2 separate regions of the Columba livia genome follow, and region 1 is linked to region 2. The links are chromatin contacts, called in public Hi-C maps. All regions are on one chromosome and are shown on one strand. Each heading gives the region's core, a stretch centred on a gene start, on an enhancer-like site or on the middle of the called end of the contact. The rest is flanking DNA. Distances are from core to core; before and after follow the strand shown.

What was found. Hi-C and Micro-C count contacts between places; a contact is called where the count stands out from the background.
Region 1: a Hi-C map of liver shows a contact between it and region 2, with 5 times the contacts expected there. The contact joins two enhancer-like sites. A contact is called at or near these places in 2 of 2 Hi-C or Micro-C datasets (crop and liver).

What each region holds. Positions count from the first base shown.
Region 1 is chr24:5,068,468-5,074,785 of bColLiv1.pat.W.v2, forward strand. No RefSeq gene overlaps it. Among named protein-coding and RNA genes, the nearest start is that of UBASH3B, 78 kb to the left of the region's middle. Within about 2 kb of position 1,979, at least 2 of the 3 cell types and tissues checked have an H3K27ac peak away from gene starts, as active enhancers do.
Region 2 is chr24:5,007,899-5,014,371 of bColLiv1.pat.W.v2, forward strand. No RefSeq gene overlaps it. Among named protein-coding and RNA genes, the nearest start is that of UBASH3B, 18 kb to the left of the region's middle. Within about 2 kb of position 3,038, at least 3 of the 3 cell types and tissues checked have an H3K27ac peak away from gene starts, as active enhancers do.

The DNA.
Region 1 (6,318 bases), core at 729-3,228, 60 kb after region 2:
GCTGAATTACAGGTGGTCAGACAAGTTGCTGAGTGAGGAGCTGGGCTTGCTGGGTTATAATCCCAGTTTGAACTCAAAGTAAGGAGGGGATATTTAGTCTCAGTGTTATCTTTGGGGTAATAGGATATCTGCTGTTAATTCAGAATGAGAAGGTGAAATAACTGAGCCATTTTGCACAGTGACGATGCAAAATCATCTGCTGTGGAGGAAGAGAAGGACCTGTTGAAATATTAGCTAATCCGAGCTTGATACTTTCCAGAGCCATAGTTAACTTTGAGTAAATGATTTGTTAATAATTGGGTTAAACCATATAATCATTCTCCTCATGTAAATGTAGGTTCTCGCCTGACCTATATTACTGTAATATATTTTACTCATGTATTCTTCTCACAGTGTCACAGAGGCAGGATGGTGCTGCCCTGTCATACAAATGGGAAACTGAGGCACAGCGGCGCTAAGTGACTTGACCCAAAGTTCAACAGAGCGTGATGGCATTTTAGGGACTTCAGCGAGGACCCTGGCTAATTTTAGGCTCAGACTTTCCTGGTTTCTGCTTGCAACATCTGTTTGTTGATGGATGGTTTGGGTAGGCACCTATTTCTCATGAGGATCCACATACAAATGCACATTTAGAAGCCGGGATATACTTTAATGCTGAGGGGGAGGTTTGGAAGTGGGGTTTTGTTATTAAACAGCCTCTTTGCGTGGGCAATAAGCGCGTGTTTCTAAAAACCCAGCATCTCCTCCCATTTTAGGTCTCTAGAAAAAGACAGATAACACTCATCCGTATCCAAACCGCGTGGACCGAGCTTGAAAAGCCATTTTCCCATCCTGCGAGAACCCCAGACGTGACGGGCCTCAATCAGATTTCAGTCTGCAGAGCCCATTTTAACCACATTTGCGCTGATTTGCTGCATATAGAAGACACCGAGTTATTTAGCATTATTGATTCCTCTTGACTCATGGGGCGCGTTCGTTGCCGTTGACCCTGGCATCTTGCTGGAGCAGACTGGGGCGCCATGGGATGCTGTCTGGCTTTGTCCTTGTCCCCAGTCAATTCCTGTTTTCCTCAGCAGATGTCTTTTGTTCCTGACAAAGATTTGCTCATCCGATTGTTTCGGGGGGTTCGCCCCGTCCAGCCTGAGGTCCCAGTTTGTACTGGGGTTGCTGGGAACACCATAAGGAGCCCAATTTGCTTTTGCTTTTTATCCTCCTTCTCCCCAGGGGTTATTTGTGAAGCTGCCTTCTTTCTTCTAGGAAAATAAGCCAGTGAAAATAGATTTCATTTCTTTAGTAGGGTTTTTTGGGAAGCCCCGCCTTGAATAAATCAGCGTACATCTCTCCTCGGTTTTGATTTGCATCTGTAGAGAATTTGGCCCACAATTTCATTGCATCGACCTGCTAGAAGGGACTGGGAAAAAGATACAGGCTATGACAGGGGTTTGTGTGGCATCCTATAGGATTTGGGTACCTGATCCACTTCTCTCCAGCATTTGCTAAACTTGGCGTTTTTGCTCTTCAAATCAAAAAAGATGAATCATTGTAAAGTGAGTGCTCTCTCTGTCAATGAATTCCTCGTTGTCTACTAATGGCTTCATAATTCAGGGTTTCTCCTTTAATTCTATGATCCCTCTTCAGCTCTAGTGGTTTATTTTAAGGCATTCGCTGCTTGTGGGGCGCATGAGGTCTGAGCCAAGCCAGGGGTTGGCTTCTCCCCCACTTCAGGTAGCATCGAAGTTTCTGCTCAGTTCCTTCTGTGTGCTGGATCGCCTTTTCTCTCCAAAAAATGAAGGAAGAGATCGATAGGGCTGATTACTGCACCAGCTTCCAGCAGCCAGGCTCTGTTTGTCAGCGTTGTATTACTGCATTGCAACTTGACGTGTGGAACCTGAATCAGGTCCATAAAAGCTGCTCAGAGACCCATTATTTTCCGTTATTATTCCTTTTTGTTCCGTTATGGCTTTGTCTCAGGAACTAGTTTTTTTCGGTTTAGCGTGGTTTAACTGAAACCCGCACTTTTGCTACTAAAACCACAATAAATGAGTGTGTTAACACCTTACCTCGCTGACTGCAGCTTTGTTCACATGGCACAGGGATTCTTGGAAAGGCGTTTTTTGCTCACTGTTTTTCCCTTACCAGTGGGAACTGGAGGGGGAAAGGGCAAAATTAAATTAGTTTATATATCTGTTGAAGGTAAAGTGATTGTGGTGGTCAGTATTGTATGTGATCCCCCTCTTCTGGCGGTCTGTGGAATTGGCCACGGTGGGAAGTGTCGCAGACACACAGACAATAGGACTTTGGCAAAGCTGTTTGCAGGGGTATCGTTTTCATTACACCCTTTTTTTGGAATGATACAACCCAATGTAATTTTGCTGTCTATCAGATTCACCCCAGCGTAACTGGGGTTAATTCACACGTTGCATGGGGGAGCTGGACGGGATCTGGTGCAACTGGGTGCAGCTCAGCTCTGTTTTTATGGCTCCGTTTCCAGCGCGTCTCGCAGGACTGACAATGGGGGAGACTGGTTGTCCCCTTGTCTGGCACCCGGTGTCATCATTTGTGCCCACGAGGAATCAAGGTGTGAAACGCTGCCGTTCTGATTTGGTAGCTACAGGTTTTATTTGTCTAGATAAAAATCGTGATGGGGAGAAGGCAGTTTATAGGCGACCCCAGAGCATCCTCGGCAGGGATGAGTAGACAAGAGGCAAAAGAATTCACATTAAGCGCCTGGTCTGTCTGCCGTGCTAGCTAAGAGCAAATCCATCACAGCGCGTGGAGGTGAGAAAATGAGACGGGAGATCAGGTTTGAAACTTCTGGGCTTGCAATATTGTCCTGGGTGTAGGTACCAAGATTTTGTTTGGCTCAAAGCAGAGCCAGGGGTAAGCAGCCAACTTTATATCCATATCCAAGCTTCATCTTCCAGAGACTGAATCTAATCATGAAGATCATTAAGCTACAAACTAATTGTCTAACATCTGCCATTTTGCTCCATCGTATTCCTCTTCCTTTTTGCAGCAGTAATCACATTGGAGTTCATAACCTCTACCCAGACATTTGAAAGGAGGCAGGAAAATATTCTGGGGAAGGTATTGAGTTACAAACTGGATTTAAATTGAAAGATCACATAATGTGCCGTCCCCCCCAGCTTAAGCAAGCAGCATTCCCTTACTGTTGCCCATCCTTTCCAGGGAGACTGATGAGATGAACACTCTTTGCTCTTCTTTCGTCCCCCCTGGGCTCAATTGACTGTAATTCCTGCTTGCACATGGCAAAAGAGATTGAACATGGATGTCGAACTCACTGTTGTGTATAAAATGAGCCAGAGAATCTTCCTGGAGCCCACATTCTTCTGGAACAGAAAAATATCCTCTGTTTTCTAGGGCCCTAGAAATCCTGACCATGTCATAGGAGAAGGTTCCTTCTGGCTTTGTGTGTGTGCTCCTGTCACACACGGAAGTGTCAGACAGAAGTTACTTTCGCAGTCGTGTCAATGAGGGGAGACACATTTTCCTTACTGGAAATGGGAGATGATTTCTGAGAGCTGTGAATGCCAAAGCATGCAGAGCATTGCTAGATAACTTTGTCCCACGTGTCCAAGAAAAGGGTCCGCTTGCCTTGGCTAGGAGGAGTTGCCTGTGGGTTGATAAATGGCTTGGACTCAGAGTTTGGTTGTTGGAGGTGTCATTAGTGTGTTTTAAGACACTTCACCTTTCCGTTTCTCCTTTTGCTCTGTCTCACAGTCAAAATACAGAAATTTGCCTGGTATAATGTGCCCTCCATGCCCAAACAGCGCCTCTGGGAAATGCCATAACACCAGTAACATTCGTGTGACCCTCAGCGTCGAACCTGCTGGTGCCCTCTTACCTTCAGGGGAAGGGATGAGTCAAAACCTGCAGGAGATGGCCGATTGAAACGCTGCCATAATGGCTCCATCTCCCTTTCTGCTGGAAAGTTTCCGAGCAGTAATAAATTCACTCTGGCTCTGCGCTGAATGCAGAATTGATCAGACTGCAGGAGCCACAGGGAATCAATTGTGTGTGTGTGTTGTCAGCGGCGCAGTCTGGGTGTGCGCCGCATATACATTTACTCCCTTTTTTCAGCTTCCTCCCGCATCGGATGCCACAGAAAATTGATTATATTTCTTTTTTTACAAAACAAAAAGGTGAAGCGTGGCATTAGGCAATTTGGGGCCATCTGTCTTGTCAGGACTTTCGTTGGAGGGATGATTATTTTGAATTACTCGTTAATAAAGAGCCGCATAAACTGCGGCCAAAAATGTATCGTTCTGTGGGAGAGGGAAATGCCTTTTGTTTTCCCTCCAAAGCCCGTCCGTAAGCACAGGTTTGCATCCAGTTACACGTGTGTTTGCTTTTCTTGCCATTGAAGAGCCTGATCCTGCCAAGGTGCCGAATCCCTCCCCAGAATCACCTGCAACAGCCAGGGCGAACCGCAGAGCCACGGAGATGCGACCGGATCGCTCTTCTAAATTCAGTGCAATAATCTGCTGAAACAAAGCAACAGATGCTGAGTCATTACCCAGCGATTTCTACTGCTCTGTTCACCCAAAGAAGCTGGAAATGGTCGTTTTTCCTTAGCTCAGGGAAATATCCAAAAACAGGGTGGCAGAGCTAAGGTGGCGTGGGTAATGTCGACAGTATTTGTGTGTTTCTCAGCATGGGGATTTCTTTGAGCATAGATTGCTCTTTTTAATTTTTATTCTTTATTCTCTCCACCCTTTTTCATTTTAAACCTACTCCGTTATTGCCTTTTGCTTTTCTTCTCATGTTATATTATTTTCTGCGGTCTCCAGCTGTGCTAAAGGGCATTTCAGAATCAAACCATGTGGAGCAACTGCTCTAAAGTTAAAGCGACGACATTATACTTCTCTATTTCACTTATGTTCGCTATACCTCGACGAAATGACAAAACTGGGCGACATTCAACCTGCAGCCTGCAAACCGTGCTGTTCGGCTTTCCGAGGGGCGAGCCGCATCTTCCTTTTATTATTCCAATATTGTGTCGTGCTGAAGAGCCTCTGTTGTGAGATCCCGGCAGAGATTACAAAGCCCCGCAACCCTCTGCTGTCCCCGAAAAATCAATCAACCCCAACTAATACTTTAATGACTCCTTTTCCTACCAAGGAAACAAATTCGGGCGCACACACATGCACCAACAAATAAAATAACCATTTTTTCCCTGTTTTTTAAAGAAGCGAGGGGCTGAGGAGGACCTCGTCTGGTCAATGAAAGAAAGAGACGGATGTCTGGTGCCATGGCAATGGAACAGGGATTACTTTGCACTGGAAAATAGGTTTTTTTCTTGCTTTTTTTTTATTCCAGTGTTTTTTCTAAGAGTTGTCACTGAGTCTGAGAGGCCCATTTAGAGGAGAACGAGTGGAATTGAATGCTTGCTTTTACCGGCTGCCGCTTGAACAGTCTGCTTTGCTTTTCGGGCAAGGCAGGATGCAAACACCCATATTTGTTTAGAGCGCTTTCACAATCACAGCGTGTGTGCATATGTGCGCATACATATCTATATAAAATAACCAAAAACAGGCTTGGGCTGGTAGGAATATACATTAGTAACAAAACTGCCCAAATGTTTGTGGAAAATATCTGATGTGGGCAGGTATATTGTGTATGATTCTGTGAGAATGTATCACTTCACTGCCGGGGATATTGTGTCTGATTTGGGGCGTGTTTAGCAATTTATTGCCGTTAGGCCAGATTTTAACTGAGATTAATTAATTCTGTTTAATGCAGGTCAAAGTATTTTCTAACGAAAGGTATTTTTTGTGAAAAGTGCTGGTTTAGGGAGACGTTTCACAAGGAGCTGTTTGGTTTTGCGCTGCTCCCTCCCTACCCCCAATTCTAAATGTTTGTTTGGAAACAGCTTACAAAGTTTCAAACCGAGGAAAATATTTGGCTCAGGACAATATTGTTTTGAAAATCCATTGCTGTAAACATTTTGCGAAGAAATTGGCCAACGGAAACGCACCAAAGCGACACGTTTTGTTTTAAACTGTATTATGAATTGCCGAACTCCTGAGAGGTTTTGGATGTTTTATCACCTCTAGGTGAAGGGAATGTTTCCTTACAAATGTGTACCAGCCAAGAGATGGCTATTTACGACAGGTAAATGAAATTAAAGACCTTTACGTGACTTTTCTGGCCTGGCTGAGGGATTCGCAGGTGGTACCGACTCAAACTCTGTGACACCTGAGGTCCCCTTAGCGCCTCTTACCTCTCTCCTCTGTTAAATTTCCTTCTATTTCCCATCCAAGAGGACAAGAGAGGGTTTTTTTCCCCCATCACACA
Region 2 (6,473 bases), core at 1,788-4,287:
AAAACTCATCCTGTGTATGCACCTGGAGGTGAAAATAAGTTTAATCAAGAGGAGTTGGCAAGTGCAAACAGCCTTGTTGTGTTTGTTTGTTTGGGTTCTCCCCCCGCACCCCCTTATTTTGGTTTGTTTCAACCAGGTTTTGTCTTTGCAAAAATTGCTCTGGGTGCTGATTAATTATATTTTGATGAGTTATTGCAGCCTTCTTTGTGATGAGGACTACTGCTCCTGGAAAAGCTGCACCAAAAGCTTTAGTGATCAGTATGCCTTAAATAAACTACTTACGACAAACATTCAGGGTGCAAGAACATGGCCCTTAAGGACCTTGTCTACATGAGGAAAATGTGCTTTTTAAATGCATTGGCTGACCTATTATCGCTAAGAGAATGTGGATTCCTGGTGAAAACTTTCTCAGAAGTTACAGAATTGAGGCAGAAACCCTAAGAAATCTATTTACTTAGCTTGAATTGCTTCTGTTTTGAAACGGCTTCTACGGTGGGACCTCTGTGTTGGTTAACGTCGCGGTTGAGACGGACAAATGACATTTTTACTCCCTTCTTTCTCACAGATACACCTTAATATCTCCGGATACTCCTTTACTCCTATCTTTCTCATGGGTGGGCCTTAATATCTTCAAGGCCAATCTGTTCCCATACCCTCCATCAGGGAATCCACGGACCGACCGTAGTCCCCCACAGTTAACAGTCGTATAGTCATAATATAGTCATATATTCTCACGCGGAAGGTCAGCCTGCGCTATCATTCCCCCCGCCTACAAGCCAGGACAGCTGCGCTATTGCAGATCTCCACTGAGCCAAGCCAAGCTTCAGAAGAGATGGAGACCTGCACCCCACAGGTGACTTTGGGGACGTCCCCTGCCCAACAGAACATCCGAGCCCCCTGGTGTGCTGTGATATCGCTGCTGGAGCCCCTCGCTCTGCGCCCGGCATGGGGAAGGGATCCATCAAGCCAAGCTCTAGAGAAGGTTGTGGGCGTTCGACGGGGAGGTTAATGCATTCAAGCTGTCAAAATATTCTTCCTGCTATTCACCCAGTTAACATGCCCTCTCTTTATTTTGCCTGAAAAGGCATTTGCTGTGGTATTCTAATACATGGTCTGTGTTCAAGATGTTAGTGACAGCTGTTGTATGACTACAGGAAGGAAATTATGACTCCCTAATGATAACATGTCACGGCATGTCTCTTTGCTTTTCTTTTCCTTTAGACGTACATTTCTTCTGCCAATGTCTCAGTCATTGCACACATGCAGTTAATTGTGTATCAATGACACATATACCATGTGTTGAGAAGAGGGCTTTAAAAAATAATCTTCTGGATGCTTCTACCTTGTCTTTAAATGATGTGGGAGTTGGCTGAGAAGATGCCCCATGTGGTAACCTGATCTTTTGTACTTTGGGATGTATATCTGACATCAGTATTGCCATCCGGCTTTCCTTAGGGGTGATAGAGCACCTATATGCTCAATTAAGGATCAAGCATTCAGTGTGCATTCAGGTAGACTGTCAGTTTAATCTCTTACGTGACTTTTATGACTTTACCCTGCTAAATTCTGGAAGGGCTGATAGATGTTGGTGAACAAGCCTGTTAAACACATGGAGGTGACTGGATGGGCCACCCCAAGCCCTTCTGTTGTGTTTCAGCTGTGTTCTGACACCTCCAGCCTTTGCAGGGAATCTTGTCACAAAACTCTAATGAGAAGTGATGAGAAAAAGTCTTTTGCATCTGCTTTAAGGAACTTACTGGAGTGACAAGTATGTTTAACCTAGTTTTTAATTCCCTCGGTGTGGGAAAGTTTCTGTGCCCAGGCAGAAGGCCCAGAAGGGTTATGCATCATTTACAACCCAATGTTCAAAATGAGGGGCAGGCTGGGGGCGAGTGCGAGTGGAAATGTAGGTTTATAATTCTCAGCTCAGCAGGAGCTGCTGCTCTGTACAGGGGCAAAACCCAACTGATTAACAGCTTCTGGCAAGGGCAATGGTTCTTGGGTCCCTCTCACTTCTTGCTAGCATGACAGAAAGTGTCCTTTCACTGTGGCAAACTGAGTGTACCCCCTGTACCCCTTCCAAACCACATCTGCAGGACCTTGACGGGTTTTGGGGTCACCTAGAGCAACCCAACAGGTACAATTTCACTCTGTGAGATGCAGTGGTCCCTGCTGATTTCCAATTGCATTTAGGAGGCAGCTGTTTGTCTTTGAGTAGCGTATTGCTGCTGTTCGGTATAAAAGTCTTGATCTTGGAGAGCCTGTGGTAAAAGAGCATAAGCTTGCAGGAAAGGAAAACACACTATGGAAGTTGTTTCAAAACCTGGTAGCTCTGACAACCATAAAAACCTGAACAAGCTGCCTTCCCACTGCGTTGCTCAGAATTGCGGTATCTACGGGCATGACTGTACATCCCAGCATCCCCAAGACACCCTTCTCATACAGGCAAAGATGCCATTTCTGTTTCAATTTATGAGGAAAAACAGAAATCACTTCAGTGGTGCCACTGAAATAGGGGTGGAATTAATCTGTTTATAGATGCCTTCACAAGGGTGAAGTGCAAGTACAGCGCAAGTCTGATTTTATAGAAATCCATGGCTCTGTCCCTGTGTCAGGGACTAGTTTTATGTCCTGAAGGTGGGTTTTCCTTTGGGACTGATGCCAGGCAAGCTTTCCTTCATCCTCTCTGTGCTGATAGACACATGGAAGAGAAGTAAAGGGATGTGCAGGGAGGGAGTTTTCAGCTCATTTTGCCCAGATAGTCTAAATAATAAGGAAGAAGGGAGCATAGTCTAAATAATAAGGAAGAAGGGAGGAGCTCGCTGCTCTGGGTCGGGGCTGAGGAGCAGCAGCAGCCACAGGAGGTCAGTGTTGTATCGTGGATGTGGCTATAAGAGCCAGCATGGCCTTGACCTAGAAGGGAGGGTTCATTCGTCTTGGGCACTTCTGGGTAGTTCGCCACCCTGGTTTCGTTCTGTGTTCAGCAAAACCCGGTGCTAGTGAAGGGCACGGCCCTGGGAGGAGCAGGGATTTGTCACAAGCGCCAAAGGAAAACCGCAAAAATGAGAAAACAGCAAAGCGAGAGCGGCTGGGATTTCAGGCCTTGGCGGAGGCAGCGGGCTGGGAACCGACACTAGATGGCTCAGACCCGAATCGCTCCTGCGAGCGTCAGGCTTTCCCCTCTAAATCCTTGCCTTGTTTTTGGCCCGAGCGTTTCCTTGCAGCTGTTTGGTGGAGGTGAAGCGGTTTGGCAGGCGCGGGCCAGCTGGTGTCCAACATCCCCGCTGTGCAGGTGGCCTGTTTGTTGGCAGCTTCGCTCCAGTTATCAAGGCTCAAAAGCCCCCCCCGTACGCCTGATCTCAATTCCTCCGCTTGCAATTGATCCTTCCAGGGTGGTCCGGGGGCAGGTTGGTGCAGGAGGGATGCTCGTGCGGCTACTGTCGGGGTCGTGTCTGGTTGCTGAAAGAAGATTTGCATTCCAGGAGCTTCCCCCAGGGCTCCGTGCTCTGAAACATGTTTTAAGGCCCGTTCCTAGGGAGCTCTGGCAGCTATTTGATGTGGTCTCAGTGCTTTTAGAGAATGGCTGGGCCAGTGACAGAAGTGAAACTCAAATATTCTCCAGTAGGCTCTGTGGTTCCTTCATTAAAAACAGACAGATAAACAAACAAATTACAGCCCATTATGAGCGTGTCCTTCAGTTCCTCTTCAAACGGCCTTTTGCTGGTTTAAAAGCCTTAAATAAGGACGGAGCCTCCTGAGTCTCGGCTGTAAACTATTGGATTTAAGCTTTCCTTGTGCCTCTAGGTCCATTGCCTTTGCTGGCTTCTAACTGTCTGATGTGAGCTTTCCATTCATTTGGCTTTTCCTGGTGTGAGGCTTCAGAACAAGATTCCTTGTGTGCAGTCTTTGATGTTGCACCACAAAGAATCTCCACTTTTTCCTAATGCTCTGCTGAACCCCCATTAAAAAAGAGAAAAAGTTTTATGTAACTAGGTTGAGAGGAAGTGGGGTGACCCATGCAAATAGTTTTTGTGTCACTTACAAAGGCTCAGATGCTATGGTGATGGGTTCAGCGAAAGGATCTGAACTCATTTAGACAGGATTGAGCTGGGATGTGTTTGCTGAAAGGCAGAGGAGACACCGGTAGGGATGTGAAGGTGTCCTTAGGGGAATACAGTCCATCACGACCAGTTTGCTGTCTCTCCTCTGCATACTCACAGGTATGACCTAGTAACATTTATTTTAAGAATGCAAAGAACCTGTACCCCCAGTCTGGAAAACATGAGGTAGAATACACTATGGAAATGCAGCCAGAATTTTTCTTCCTTCAAAAGTAGATGAATAAGTCTTGCTTAATTTAACATGTAGTGCCTTCTTTATTGCCTCCAGGCTCCTGATATTAGGACTCAGTCCTTATTCTCTATGTCTCATGTCTTCTAATGCATTTGCGTATCTCCGATTCTTCCCATGCGTAGCATTCTTAAAGCTGAGAGAGAGGGAAAACAATCGTCTTCATCATAGATTAAAATAAAGCTCTTGATTTTTATAGTCAGTCTTCGCCTTTGAAATCTGGATCGCTGGCTAAAAACGTGGTGCTGCGGGAGGATTTTTTTAGGGCCCCTGCTTGGCGTTGAAAACCAAACCAGGTGCCATCGGTGAAGCATGTGAATCTTCAGCTTCATGAAAAGGCTTTGTTACAAGTGTGTTTTTGGAGAGCAGAAACCTATGCACTGACCCTTTTCAGTATCATCTGATGCATGCACCATGATTAGAAAGAGTCAGGGAAGTTAAAAATAACCTGTGGAGGAGGCATTCTAATGAGCAATTATCATTCCTTTCCATTGACTTTTGCAGCAAGACTCTCCATGTGTTTAGTCTTCTCGAAAGAACATGCCAGATGTTAGAGTGAGCGACTTGTTAAGTCCCTGAATACAATTCTCACTGTCGTGCTGAACCATTGTCAGTTTTTTTTTTATAACTATTAAAATAATTGGGCCCTGAACATTGTGACCTGATAACGCGAAAGAATCTTGGCTGGCTTTCCTAGGGGTCACGTTTGTGAATAGAAAACTCGGGGAGTGTTTGGCAGAACAAAGCAATGTTTCTGCATGCAAAGATCTTCAAGAACCTAATCTGAGGTGCAATCATCTGCCTTCAGAAATCGTGCCTCCTGGCGAAATCTGACTTTTGCATTTCAACATCCCCAACTTGAGTCTTCAAGGAAGCTTTTGTGCTTGTGGGGCTCTGCTATTCTCCCAAAAGAGAGTTCTTTAGAAATTATTGACGACCAGGCCAATTTTACCTTTGCAAAATTTTAAGACGGGGAAAGCAATGAGCAAAGCAGACTTCTCTTTACAAAGTCACTAAAGCCCTTTGCCGTCCCTGCTTGCGCATAGGAATCTTAATTGGATTAAAATACAAATCTGTATATTGTGATTTTGCGTGCTATGGATCCCGCTCTCTTGTTTTTAGCCGCATTGGCCAAACTCAATGAAGTGCACGGTCAATGTTTTAGCTTTGCCTTTGGTGTCCCTCGGTTGGAGCTCATTAAGCATTCGGGGAATAATAATTCTGGGACTTGAACTTTGATCTGAGGAATCCGGGAAAGAAAGGGCCGGAAATTGCAGCAGCCTGATTAGCTACCCCAAGTTGATCAACTTTTCTGCCAGATGCAGCTCCCAGAGGCTGCAAGACAATAGAGCGAGCGAGGGAGAGCTCGATCACATCCCATTACTGCTGCTAATGCAGACGGAGTTTTGAACCGCTTTGCACACACCAATTTGTCAAATAATAATAATAATATATATATATATATATTTAACCCTAAGTATTTGTTTGCTAATTTTCACACATCTGGGAGTTGTGTGGAAACACCATAATATCCTGAAAGAAGCTCAGCCAAAGCTCTAAGGGAAAAGGGGCTCTTGAGTCTGAACTTGTGAGAATTTCAGATGGACAATATGAATTACAGTGCGGCGAGACCAGGAGAGACTCTTTGTGCCAGAGTTTTGCATGAGCAGAACTTTACTGCTCAGAAGGAAGTTTAGCTTGGGGTATCAACCCTAAAATGCTTATATACAGAGCGAGGCTGAGTTTGTAATAGATTTTCATTTTCTCAAGAATATAATGAGAATTTCAACTCAAATTCATGTTGTGACAACCTGAATTCGATGGTGAAGCAGCTTTACCAGTCAGCTCCGACTGCAAACTTCCCGACATTGGGCGACTGAAGAATCTCAGCTGAAATTGAGTGAGAAGTGAACTAAAGTTCTCACAAAGCAGTTCGAGACTCATACCTTTCTTCTCATAAAGCAGATGGAAGATGAACCTACCACCATCAGAATACCTTGAGAATATTGAACCCTCCATCTTTGGCAAGCTTTCCTTAATGCTGTCGCTTTTCTCTTAAAGCTTTTCACACCTTCAATTTCTGTCAAGAGGCGCATCAAGTGTCCACCTCAATATCGAAGGGA